Regions from separate parts of the Mus musculus genome. Here all the other regions are linked to region 2. A link is a contact called in public HiCAR-type and HiChIP or PLAC-seq data. All regions are on one chromosome and are shown on one strand. The core of a region is the stretch at or near the end of the contact, and the rest is flanking DNA. Distances in the headings are between cores, read along the strand shown.

Region 1 (3,787 bases), core at 60-2,559, 1.3 Mb after region 2:
TATGCTCTGTTTGCAGTTATGAGCACGTGAGACTTCAAGGCCGCTTTGCTAGGTGGAATGGGTGCCAGTGTGAGAGAAGTCTGCCTTTAGTCAGGAAGCATTCCAATGAGCAAATTACCTGACAGCGTGGCATGCTTAATGGACTTCAGGGCATTTTCAGGGAAGGCCAGTGTGCCCTCCTGTGGAGACCAGGCTCTCTCCAGGGCCCACACCAAGGCCCTCATTGGCACACAATCATAGCAGCAGTTAAACCCTCTTATCATCTAGACTGTCATGAAAAGAACAGTACCCTCCCTTCTGACCGCTTCAGCATGTCTCTGTTCACAGGCAGACGCACTAGGATGGTGTCTCCGGAGCTGAGTATCTCCCGTCACTGCGTCACTGTGTCACTGTGTTTCTGCACCACATCTTCCATCTTCACACTTTCACTGGGTTTGGGTCTGTTTTATGACCCTCTGCTCTCATTTCCTGTTTGTTTTGTCTGTTCAGACTTCTTTCCCTCCTGGAAAGCGGCTACCTGGGCAGGCATATCTGTGATGTCAAACACATGCTTCAGGCGCGAAGTACCTTTCTGTTCCGACTGAGGGGGCCAAACGATGTAACAAGAAAAGCAAATGCTTCTTGGGGTTCTTTTCCGTGGTTTCATGGAACCGTTCGATCTTAACAAGAACTGTTAACTTTCAAATGAAGTTTTTTTGTTTTTCTTTTTGTTTGATTTTTTTGTTTGTTTGTTTTGTTTGTTTGTTTTTTAACATCAGAGAACTACACTGTGTGTGGATCATTCTTTATGTGAAAGCTGAGTTTCCTGGCCCTGGGTGGAACAGACCAGACCTGGCTCTAGGTGGCACCAATTAAGAAAGAGTGAAATGCAGAAAACAGGTTTTGAAAAGGCCACCACACTTGGAAACAGAAATACGCCATTTCTCCTGCAAGGGTGAGGGGTGGGGGGAGGGTGCTCAGGAACAGGGAAAATGGCATAATCAATTTAATCAGGTAAGGCTGCCATCTCTTGAGAAACCCAGCTTGTGCCCCTCTTTCAGTCAGGGCATCACTGAGCTCCAGTTTGTTGCCAGGAAGACGAAGTTCTTCCCTCCTGGGAATTCCAGGCCAGCAAACTTTTGGAAGTATCTGTGGCAGCTTGAATGCTGCTATTTAAGGCCTGATGAAGAGGCAGCTTGGAGAAAAACCTCAAAAATAAATACTCTGATTCATCATTGTTGTTCAAGCTTTCCAGCCATCAGAGCCAGCCCTGGGCTCCAGAGACAAAGGGTAACATTCACCAGGAGCTGTTCAGCCCAGTCAGGAGCCCTGGCAGCGGTGAGGAGGCGGACAGGGAGGCAGCTTTCTGCAAAACCCGGCTCGGGTTGGGCCGGTGTGGAAGGAAGGCTAGAACAAGACAGCCGTGCCGCTAGGGTTTTGCTCAGTGGAGGAGGAATGAATCAGCCAGAGATGGAGGTCCTCCCAGAATAGTGGACCATGTTATAATAGCCCCAGGCGGGCAGTGGATTGGGTAGCTGGCAGCAGTTAGTGGGGCTTCTTCAGTGTCAAGCAGCCAATGACAAAGTTCTCTGCTGTCTGCAGCTATGTAGTGCAAGGCTGGTGGCGCGGGAAAGTAGGAGTCTGGCATTTGCAGATGGCTGACACTGGGATGGAACAGGGGGTTAGACTGTGTGTGACCTTCTCAGCTGCTCTAGCTTCGGGTCCCTTACTCCTCTGCATCCTCATCTGCTGGAGAGACCCCAAACCTCCCGTGGTGTGGAGATTGACTATGATTTACATGCAGGTGTGTGGTGAAAGGTCATCAATGTCCTTCTGGTTGGACCTCTAGACTTGACACTTCTTGGGTGTAGTGCATTTCTCTGTCCCTCCCGAATCTCTTTTCCTGGTTAAGAAAAGGACAACCCATGTGTTGAGTGACCACATGGGCAAGGTGTGTACAGGTGTCTATGGGACTCCTACCAACATAAGAAGCAGATCTTCTTCTTCTTCTTCTTCTTCTTCTTCTTCTTCTTCTTCTTCTTCTTCTTCTTCTTCTTCTTCTTCTTCTTCTTCCTCTTCCTCTTCCTCTTCCTCTTCCTCTTCTTCTTCCTCCTCCTCTTCCTCCTTCTCCGCCTCCTCCTCCTTCTTCTTCTTTTTCTTCTTCTTTTGAAAATAATTAGAATTTTACTTGATTATTTATGAATTGCAACAGAAATTCCAATTCCTAAAACCATCTTGCTGATGTACTGCAGGTTTAGATGCATTTAAATACTTGTCACATTGGGAATACCAAAAGGGTCGATTGATATGATAGCTTTGGGTTGTAGAAACAACAACATAAGAAGCAGATGTTCTTACTTGTTCTCGATTGAGTTCACCGGTCATTGCAACGCTAGTTGCAGGGGATGGTGGGAGTTTATCAGAGACTGTGCAATGACTGTCATCTTTGCAGTGGCTCAAGTAAGGAAGTTTGATAAAGAATGGTGCAGAGAGTGGCTTTTAGAGCTAGGTTCTAATCTGCCGCATGCTGTTTTCCCACCGATGAGATAAGCAAAGTCGGCTGCAGATTGCAGTCATGGAGGTTCGTAGAGTATGCTCCTCCAGCTCCCCTCTGCAGGCTCATCTCCAGGCTTCTTAGACCGGCTACTATGCCAGGAGCTTCAGGGGGTGTGGCCCCTTGCTAATATTGTTTCCTCCAAGGCGTATATTGATTTTTGAAACAAAGAACAGTTGGCTGGGATCCAAAGCTAGTTTTTTTCCTTCTAGATCTGGATGTGGAAGAAAAATAAATACCTTCCATCTTCCAAACCAAGATAGCCCCAGAGAAGGCAGATGACTGTTACAGCCAAGAGAAGAAATTACACAGCCTGCTCAGAGCTGAGCTCCCAAGCCGCTTCTTACTGCTCTGGGGAAGTACACCAAGTCCATGTGGCCACCACTAGGAAAAGCCACCCAGGTTCTTCTAAAGTGACTGGGTGTACCAAGGAAAATTAAATAAAAACACTTCTCCTTAGTGTCACGGATACAGAACAGTGTCCTGGAAGTTGCGGAATGTCACAAGCTCTATAAAATGTACAGTGACATTGTTTAGAATATGAAGCCCTGCTTCTCAATTTTCACTTAACAACCAGAGTCCTGAGTGCAGATAAGACCCTAAAAACGCTCCTAGGCCCCCACAGCAAGCAGATTTTCAAAGATAGATTGACCACATTTGTTCTGTGTGCGGCTGATAATAAGCCACAGGGTGGAATCCCACAGCAGGGGCTGGTGACAGGCATTCACAGAGGCACTGAGCTCATGTTACAATTATTATGGTTCTATATAAAGCCACGGGGGGTGGGGGGAGTCATTTCATGCTCTTAAAACTTACTAGCTAACATTTAAGGAGTTTGTGCAGAGCAGGCTAAGCTCAAACATTTTCTCCTAAACTTAAAATTATTACAGATAGCCGTAAGGAAGTGTTCTGTGTAAGACAATGTTAAAAATAGGATTTTTTTTTTTTTTGGTTGCTTTTCTTAATGCCTAGGATTTTCATGATGTGGTTTGTAGTTCATTTCCCTCGGGTTATATTTAAATAGCATCATCCTGTGCAAGCTTAGGATGGGCTTCTGTGGGTGTGTGGTGGTACAGTGTGGCCTAAGGAGGTTCCCAGCACAGAGAGAGATGGGCAGATAGGAAATCATGGGCAAAATCTAGAGGTCACATATAATGGTACCAAAAGCAGCTCCCCCCCCCCCCCCCGCGTGCTTCAGCCCAGGACAAACTGTATATGTGGATGCGATGCGAACCAGGAGATGGTAATGGGACT
Region 2 (3,765 bases), core at 917-3,416:
ATAGTATCCTGTAATCTTGTTACAATTTAATTCTATGCCAATACACGTATTTCTACAAGCATATGTATTTTAGAATCCACATGTAATTAATTCTAAGTGGAAGAATTCTGATTGACTTAATTAAAAAGGTTGTTTTTAATTTTAATTTTTCTTTCATTCTCTTTCTTTCTTACTTTTTTTTTTCTTATTTCCTCTGTGTAATAATGCTTGCTGTCAGCCGGGTGTGGTGGCACACGCCTTTAATCCCAGCACCTGGGAGGCAGAGGCAGGCGGATTTCTGAGTTCGAGGCCAGGCTGATCTACAAAGTGAGTTCCAGGACAGCCAGGGATACACAGAGAAACCCTGTCTCAAAAAAAAAAAAAAAAAAAAAAAAAAAAAAAAATCCAAAATAAATAAATAAATAAAAAAGAATGTTTTCTCCGCGTCCAATCAGTTTATTGGGGGAAAGTAACGAAAGAATTAAAAGGAAAACCATTCATTCAGACCATTCTTGTATCTCCCACTGAGCCTGCTGTTCCCATCCTAGTAACTACTGTCAAGTTGGGCATAGTGCCGACACCTGTAAACCAATACTCAGGAGACAGAGGCAGGAGATTGAAAGTTGACACTCAGCCTGAGTTATATAGCAACATTGTCTCAAAAACAGTAACTAACAGCTCCTTTTTTTGGTTTTTCAAGACAGGGTTTCTCTGTATAGCCCTGGCTGTCCTGGAGCTCACTCTGTAGACCAGGCTGGTCTTGAACTCAGAAATCCGCCTGCCTCTGCCTCCCAAGTGCTGGGATTAAACGTGTGCACCACCACTGCCTGGCTAGCGGTGACTCTTAAATCCTACTGATGCCCAACGTCCTCTGTCATTTGAAAACAATCATAATATTTTGAGCTGACTCACTTTGTCCACAGGATCAACGGCATCCCTTCCAGTGTCACTCAAAGATATTCAATAAGGAAAAGAGTAATGGTTCTGTTATTTAACTGCAGGTTGGCAAGATCCATCTCAGCCCCTTACGCTTACCTTGTCAGCCATAAGACACGGGGGTAGATCTAAGATGACCAATGAGACGCCATACTCATGGTGACAGGACTTTCCCCATTCCTATCAAGTCCCTACGTGGCACGTTCATCCTTCATACCAAGCAGACGCTTTTTGAGTGAGAAAAGAAAAAAAAGATGAATGTTTCTGTCCATTTAGTTTGTGTTTTCTAATTGAGGGCCTTTTCCATTTTTGTTTGTTTGGTTGGTTGGCTGGTTTTTTGTTCTGCTTTGTTTTGGGGGTGGGTTGGGGGGTGGGACAGGGTTTCTCTGTATTTCTCAGTTTATTAACGACTGATTTTGAAATTTAAGCTAACTGCTGTGCTCAGTGAACTTCTGAATTCTGGAGCTCAAGAGGGTGACACTGACTAGAAAGGATCCTAGAGACTACGCTGAGTGTAGCTCATCTCGGTACTGCACATCTGGGCTGAGATTTTATTTTTACAGGATGAAATTTAAAAAGAAAAAAAAAATAAATCACCATGGCCCCATTCAGTCTACCTACCTTTATAAAGGAGAAATCTCCAGCTGCTGTTTTTCCATTTATGTTTTTCTAAGGACAATGCATGTCTGGCAAAGGGGTGTGGCCTTCACCCTAATAAAAGAGACAGAGTGGAAAGTCAGAAGGCCTCCACATCCTAGTCCAACGTGGATGGTGTCGCTGAAGAAGTGTGCAGGGAGCCATCGTACAGTCACTGCAGGGACCGGGGGCCTAAGATGCTTCGGTTCTATAACCGGAACATCTCCCGCCAAGTGGGTCTCGCCAGACGTGCTAGCTGGTTGCCCATAGCAACTTGCACGGCCGGTGCAGACGCCACCCAGTCTCTGCTTGAGTCAAAAGTGGGGGGCCTCCCCGGAACTCAGAGTTCGCGTCTTCTACCCAGGGAGCAACCGGAAAGGCCCGCGTTGTTCCCAAGAGACATCCTGCCCCCGAGGTCCCCTCTGCTTCCGCCGCAGCCATCCCTCCCACCACATCCGCTCCTCCCCAACGATCAACACCTTCCTCCTCCTCCCCTGCCCAGCCCTGACGGTTCCTCATACCACCCTCACCCGGACAGGCCTCTAGGCCGCCCTCAAGCTGCCACGGTGGTCCTAGCACGCATGCGCCTCGCGCGGACGCACCTCACCCTTTCACGCATGCCCCGCCCACACCGCCCACTAGCAAGACCCGTCTTCCCGCCCCTCAATCGTCGCCCCGCCTCCTATCTGCGCTCTTCCCTCCTAAGGCTCCTCCTCCAAACACTGAGCCCGCCCCACTCCTCCAGAAAGGCCCCGCCCATGTGCTGTAACCCCGCCCCGAAGGCGTGACCTCTGTCCATTTCACAACACTCACGCTGTGTGTGGTTGACTAAAGTAGTAAGGGGGCGATGTAGTGTCGGACAGTCCCCAGTCGTCGCTGTTTCGCGTCGGCCCTCACGGGGGCGCCGCGACCCGCTCCTCGCGGGCGGTGCAGGGTCACGGAACCACCTGCCGTGGGCTGAGCCTGAGTAATTTAACCACTGGGTCCAAATAAGTCAGCCGTGTCCGCGGCTTGACACATCACCCGCTTGGACTTTCCCTTCTTAGTCGGTTTGCCCGACTGTCGCGGCCTCACCGCTGTCAGGAAGCAGGGCTGCATCCTAGGGCGTGGGGCATAGGGTTGCCTTTGGTACTTGGGGAACTAAGAGCTTAGAGCTCGGACCCCCAGGAGACTCTGGAAGGGGAAACCCCAGGGCCAGATCTCCTGATCCCCGCCCCCAGCATATACCTATTCAATCCTTTTGCATCTCTGGGCGCTTCTGGCCCCAGGAAGGTCAAACAAGGGGATGATGCCACTATTTTATCAACATCCTCTCATCCTTGGAAGTTAAAGACTGCATACCCCACATGTCTGTACCCTTCTTCCTACCCAACCCCCAAACTTTTTGCTCTCTTCTTGCCTTGTGCACACTGCTCTAATTATCCTTGCCCAGTTATTATAACAAGGCTCATATATGTTGTCCTTACTGCCCTTACCAAGTTGACAAAAGTGGCTTATTTGGGGAGGGTCTCCTGTCAAGGCTGGCCTTGAACTCACTATGTAGCAGAGAATGTTCCTGTGTCTGACTTCTGAGCACTGTATACACACATACAGAGAGAGACACATACATGTATATTCTTTCAAATTTTCATACTTCGGTTATATTTCCCCAGGACCCCCTCTGATCCTCTTTCTCCTCCCATGAGGTCACTCCCCAACAACCTGACCATTTTTTTCTCCCGGGACATTTTTAATCAGCTGTAGACATGATGCCCCTTTAGTGTAAATACTCCAGAGCATGCTTCTAAACAAGCAATTTTTTCTAAGTAGTCACAGGACACCTACACTGGGAATTCCTACCAATCACTCTGATTGCAGTCTAACACCACAAGGTTCCTGCTTTCCATTTTTCTGTGTGCACTCCCTTCCATACTAATGAAAAGTCTGTCTCCCACTATTCATAATTTACTTCTGCATTTAACTGCTCTGTGGTACAATATGCACTGAGGGTAATTTCAGAATAACTAATCCATATCATTGCAGACAAATAGTCCTGCCAATAATCAGAAATTATTCATGGTCCCGTGTAGCCAGAGGATGCACAGTAGGCTTTGCAGTTTACATCATCTAGGTGAATTCTTCCCTACTCAGTCCAGCACCACATCTGACCTGAAACTTACTAGATAGCCTAGGCTGGCCACAGATTCACAACTATCTCCTGCCTCAGCCTCTGGG
Region 3 (3,492 bases), core at 654-3,153, 1.2 Mb after region 2:
GCTGAACAAGATGCTCCCTCAAACTGCCTCCTGTGTCTCCCCTGCTGAGTGAGGCTTTGGGGGTTGGGTGAAAGTGAAACTCACTCCCTGGCCTCTTCTGTAGCTTCCCCCACCCCCCAACCCGTGTGTTACTAATGAGGAAGGAGAGGGGCGATAAGTTCTTGATGATCCAGGAGGCAAATGTATCCCAAGTTTGTCGCTGTCCTTTCTCTGATTTTCCTGATCATTAACTAAATGGTATGTGGATGAAAACAGATTAAACTTGGCAACTTAGCGTGTGATCTGTCTTTCGAGGGAAGCAAAGTCTACGCATTGGTCCAGTGACATTTAAATGCTTCAGCCATGCCTACTGGGCGCTCTGTTTTCCCCCTCGACTGTGAGCAGAAATGCTAATGACAGACTCTGATAGAAGCTGATGTCCTTGGAACTGAACTCCAGTCCTCCGCAGGAGCAGCAAGTGCTTTGAACAGCAGAGCCATCTGTCCAGTCCCTTGACTTTTGTTTTGATAGCATGTAAGCCACACATGATTGAAACTGTGTTAGTTCACAGAATGCTAGTAGCTTTGATTTTTTTTTCCCCTAATTAGCCTACTCGGAGGAAAAACTTAAATGTTCATATTCTCACAGTGTCCAGGGCTGGACAGCTATTATGGATGAGTTGGTTGCACTTCGATCATCAGAGAACCCTTCCTGTAAGTGCCCAGGCAACCGATCCCCACTATGTCAGGGCCCAGCAGGGAAAGAGCTTGGGTCCCCGTCTTCTGCCCACAGCCCTGCCTGCCAGCCAAGACCATGAATCAAAGTCTCTGACACAAAGTCATGTTATGAACCCTGGGCTTCCTATAGAGTTTGGCTCACTCCGGGCTGATCTCTAATAAAGACAAAGGCCAGGGGACAGAAATATCTCTCTTCTTGCTCCTGGCAAATACCATTTCGATCCTGTCTCCATCTCAGTGTCCAGAAAATTGGATTGGAAACGGGACATCGCCGGGGAGTAAATCAGATTAGTGCTTCCTCCCTCGCAGCCTCCAGCAGGCCTCTCATTCTGCTGAGCACGTCTCTCATTTATATGAAGTTGTTTATGACCCCCCTGTGTCACAGAGACGTTTCTAAACCGACTGAATCAGTACAGGCAGTGGGTGACCCTCCTAGCCACGGAGCCTAGAGGATTGGGCTTATTGGAAAATACTGCCAGTGGCTTCATTTTGTCTGGAGAAATGTCTGTGTCCTCACAGCTTTCGTATAGCTGGACACTAAGTGACCTCAGGAGAGCCCCCATCTGTCCCTCACAAGCCACTTGGTGTCTGACAGTGGCCCAGGCCCCAGAGCTGACTGGAATGGGACCCTGAGTCCTGGTTCAACACAGGTGTTTCCAGAGTCCTCTGTGTGGGCACTTACAGAGAGGATCATCTGTTCTCACAGGAACCCATCTGCTGACAAGAAGTGTCGAGGAGCAGGCAGCGCAGCTGTGTGCGACAGGAATAAGGAACTGCCCTGATGGGTGTTGAGGTTTCCGGTTCCTCCTGAGACCTTTCAATTTCCAAGAACTTCTTGGAGTGTTTGGTCACAAGATGCAGACGGGCTCTGCTTGTTTTCATGGCACAGATGCTTTTAAGAACAGAGCTTTGCACACTTCAATGTAAAATTAGATTCCAAAAGCCCACAGATGGTTCTAGAGCGAACTCTCCTTAACCCCACTCCCAGGTCAGCCACAGAACCAGGACCTCACGCATCAGGGCATGACTCTACCACTGAGTTCCACCCCAGCTTTCTGAACCCCGTTGGAACCTTGGGTGTTTCTCCAAAGACACAGGAACTCACCCAGTCCCCATGTTGTGTGCACAGAGCCCCTCACTGTTTCCCTGATTGCGTTTGCTGTCTTTGTAAGTTCAGAAGTATTTGGGAGGCGGAAGCTGACAGCCCTCCACACCCCAGAGGCCTGAGTCCGGATGCAGAAGTCTACCTCCGCTCACTTCCTACTGGCTAGATGGCCATGGGCCATGGCATATCCATGCCTGACACCACAGAGAAGGCTCCCATGAAGTCAGGAGGCTCCGTGGTGAAGCAGGAACTGGAACTCGAGGAGGTCCCAAGGAGAGAGTGGAAACCAGGGTTTAAGTGCGGCCATCTGGTCTCCCACAGGCCACGCCCATCTTTCTGACTGCAGCTTCTACAGCTGGTTTGATTGTTCTTGTGGTCCTCATTATCCACTTCAGACTGAATGACATGAAAGTCTCCGGGAGTAGACAGACACAGGCATCCAAATATCATAACATTTTTTTTTCTTAGACCAAATAACAAGGCTGCTTAGGCTTTTTAGCATCTAAAACTGTGGGTTGTGATATCATTGTATTTGGGTTAAATTTATTTTTGATTGATAACTCCAATGTTATTGTGCTTAGCTCTCAGTGTTGGGCAAAAACCCAGGGCTGGTGTAGACTTTATTTATGTCTGATTTCTTTGTGAAACTGATTCTTTTCTCGTGCCCTACTTTTAGGATTTGAATTTTAGCAGAATTAATCTGAAATGACTCAGAATTATACAATTAATTGCATTCAGCTTCAATTATAGTTTGCGCTAGCTGAGCCAGGCTATTGTCCTCCCTGGGGCAGGCACTTGCACATGGCTGTCTTGGCAGGTGCTAAGGCCCTGTGGCTCTCCCTTCAGCATGCCAGCTTCCTGGGGAAAGTTGTTCAGGGCTGACAGTCTTCTGCCAAGTACATTGAGAGTGGTAAGGACCCAGGAGTGCCACGGGGCTGTTGACATCAGATTCTTTTATTATGGTATAGGGGAAAACAGACTGTGATGTAAAGGGTGGAGGAGTTAAGACTTAGGTAGGTATTGTGGGTCCTGTTATCACTGACCATGGCTGGGGTCAGAGAAAGAGAGGGGCCTCCTCTGAGCTCAGAGGAGCCAGAGGATGAGACCAGGTAACAAAGGGGCTTACAGAAGGGAGGTGGGAATTAACAAGAGGCTACAAAATATTGAGTGCGCTGTGGAGAGAAACATTCTATGGGTGAATCAGCTACAGGTCTGGGCTGCTTCTGCTGGGGTGGGGGATATCTTTAGATCAGTGTGCTGAAGTCAGGGACAGCGTGTCTCCAACTCCTGCTCCTCTGGAATGTTCTTATTTTCTTCGCAGGCTGACTTCATTCACACTGTCTATTTGGCAACACATGACCGAATTGGGAGCCGAGCTCTTTTTGGCAGGAAAAGTTCATTAATTTTAGTTGGCTCTCCCCACCCTTCACAAGTGTGCCTGGGGGGTGGGAACTGCCTCTCATAATCACACAGACGCCATCCCTTGCCTGGACTTCTAGGTTCTAAGATGGTTCTGTGTGTCTGGCTGGGGGTGGGTGCTCTGAGAAAAGAGAGGCCCCCAAGAACGTTTCAAGTGGAGCCGCCAGGAAGATGGTTAAATGCAGAAGCATTTGTGAGTTTATAGACCAAGAAAGATTATCCTAGTATCTCTGATTGTGTAAGCGCTGATCC

Evidence for each region. HiCAR-type assays count read pairs that join an accessible place to other places. HiChIP or PLAC-seq counts read pairs in DNA pulled down with a chosen protein or histone mark.
Region 1: a HiCAR-type map of astrocytes shows a contact between it and region 2, with 5 times the contacts expected there. The contact joins the enhancer-like site here to the promoter of Amz2 in region 2. A contact is called at or near these places in 3 of 39 promoter capture datasets (the C10 cell line, pre-B cells and stem cell-derived epiblast-like cells), 3 of 115 datasets of contacts at active chromatin or transcription factors (astrocytes, large pre-B cells and pancreatic cancer cells) and 1 of 9 other capture datasets (adipose tissue).
Region 3: an H3K27ac HiChIP or PLAC-seq map of large pre-B cells shows a contact between it and region 2, with 2.7 times the contacts expected there. The contact joins the enhancer-like site here to the promoter of Amz2 in region 2. A contact is called at or near these places in 1 of 39 promoter capture datasets (the C10 cell line), 2 of 115 datasets of contacts at active chromatin or transcription factors (astrocytes and large pre-B cells) and 1 of 9 other capture datasets (liver).

What each region holds. Positions count from the first base shown.
Region 1 is chr11:108,148,118-108,151,904 of GRCm38.p6, reverse strand. All of the region lies in intron 3 of Prkca (protein kinase C, alpha), which reads left to right. Among named protein-coding and RNA genes, the nearest start is that of Gm11655, 23 kb to the left of the region's middle. Within about 2 kb of position 1,309, at least 122 of the 459 cell types and tissues checked have an H3K27ac peak or open chromatin away from gene starts, as enhancers often do. A contact at or near this core is called in astrocytes and pancreatic cancer cells, where this site is marked.
Region 2 is chr11:109,424,347-109,428,111 of GRCm38.p6, reverse strand. Amz2 (archaelysin family metallopeptidase 2) reads right to left here and starts at 2,166. Exons shown (of 9, transcript NM_025275.4): 1 at 2,082-2,166; 2 at 1,537-1,626; 3 at 1,015-1,142. The coding sequence starts at 1,026.
Region 3 is chr11:108,221,347-108,224,838 of GRCm38.p6, reverse strand. All of the region lies in intron 2 of Prkca (protein kinase C, alpha), which reads left to right. Among named protein-coding and RNA genes, the nearest start is that of Gm11655, 50 kb to the right of the region's middle. Within about 2 kb of position 1,903, at least 167 of the 459 cell types and tissues checked have an H3K27ac peak or open chromatin away from gene starts, as enhancers often do. A contact at or near this core is called in astrocytes and liver, where this site is marked.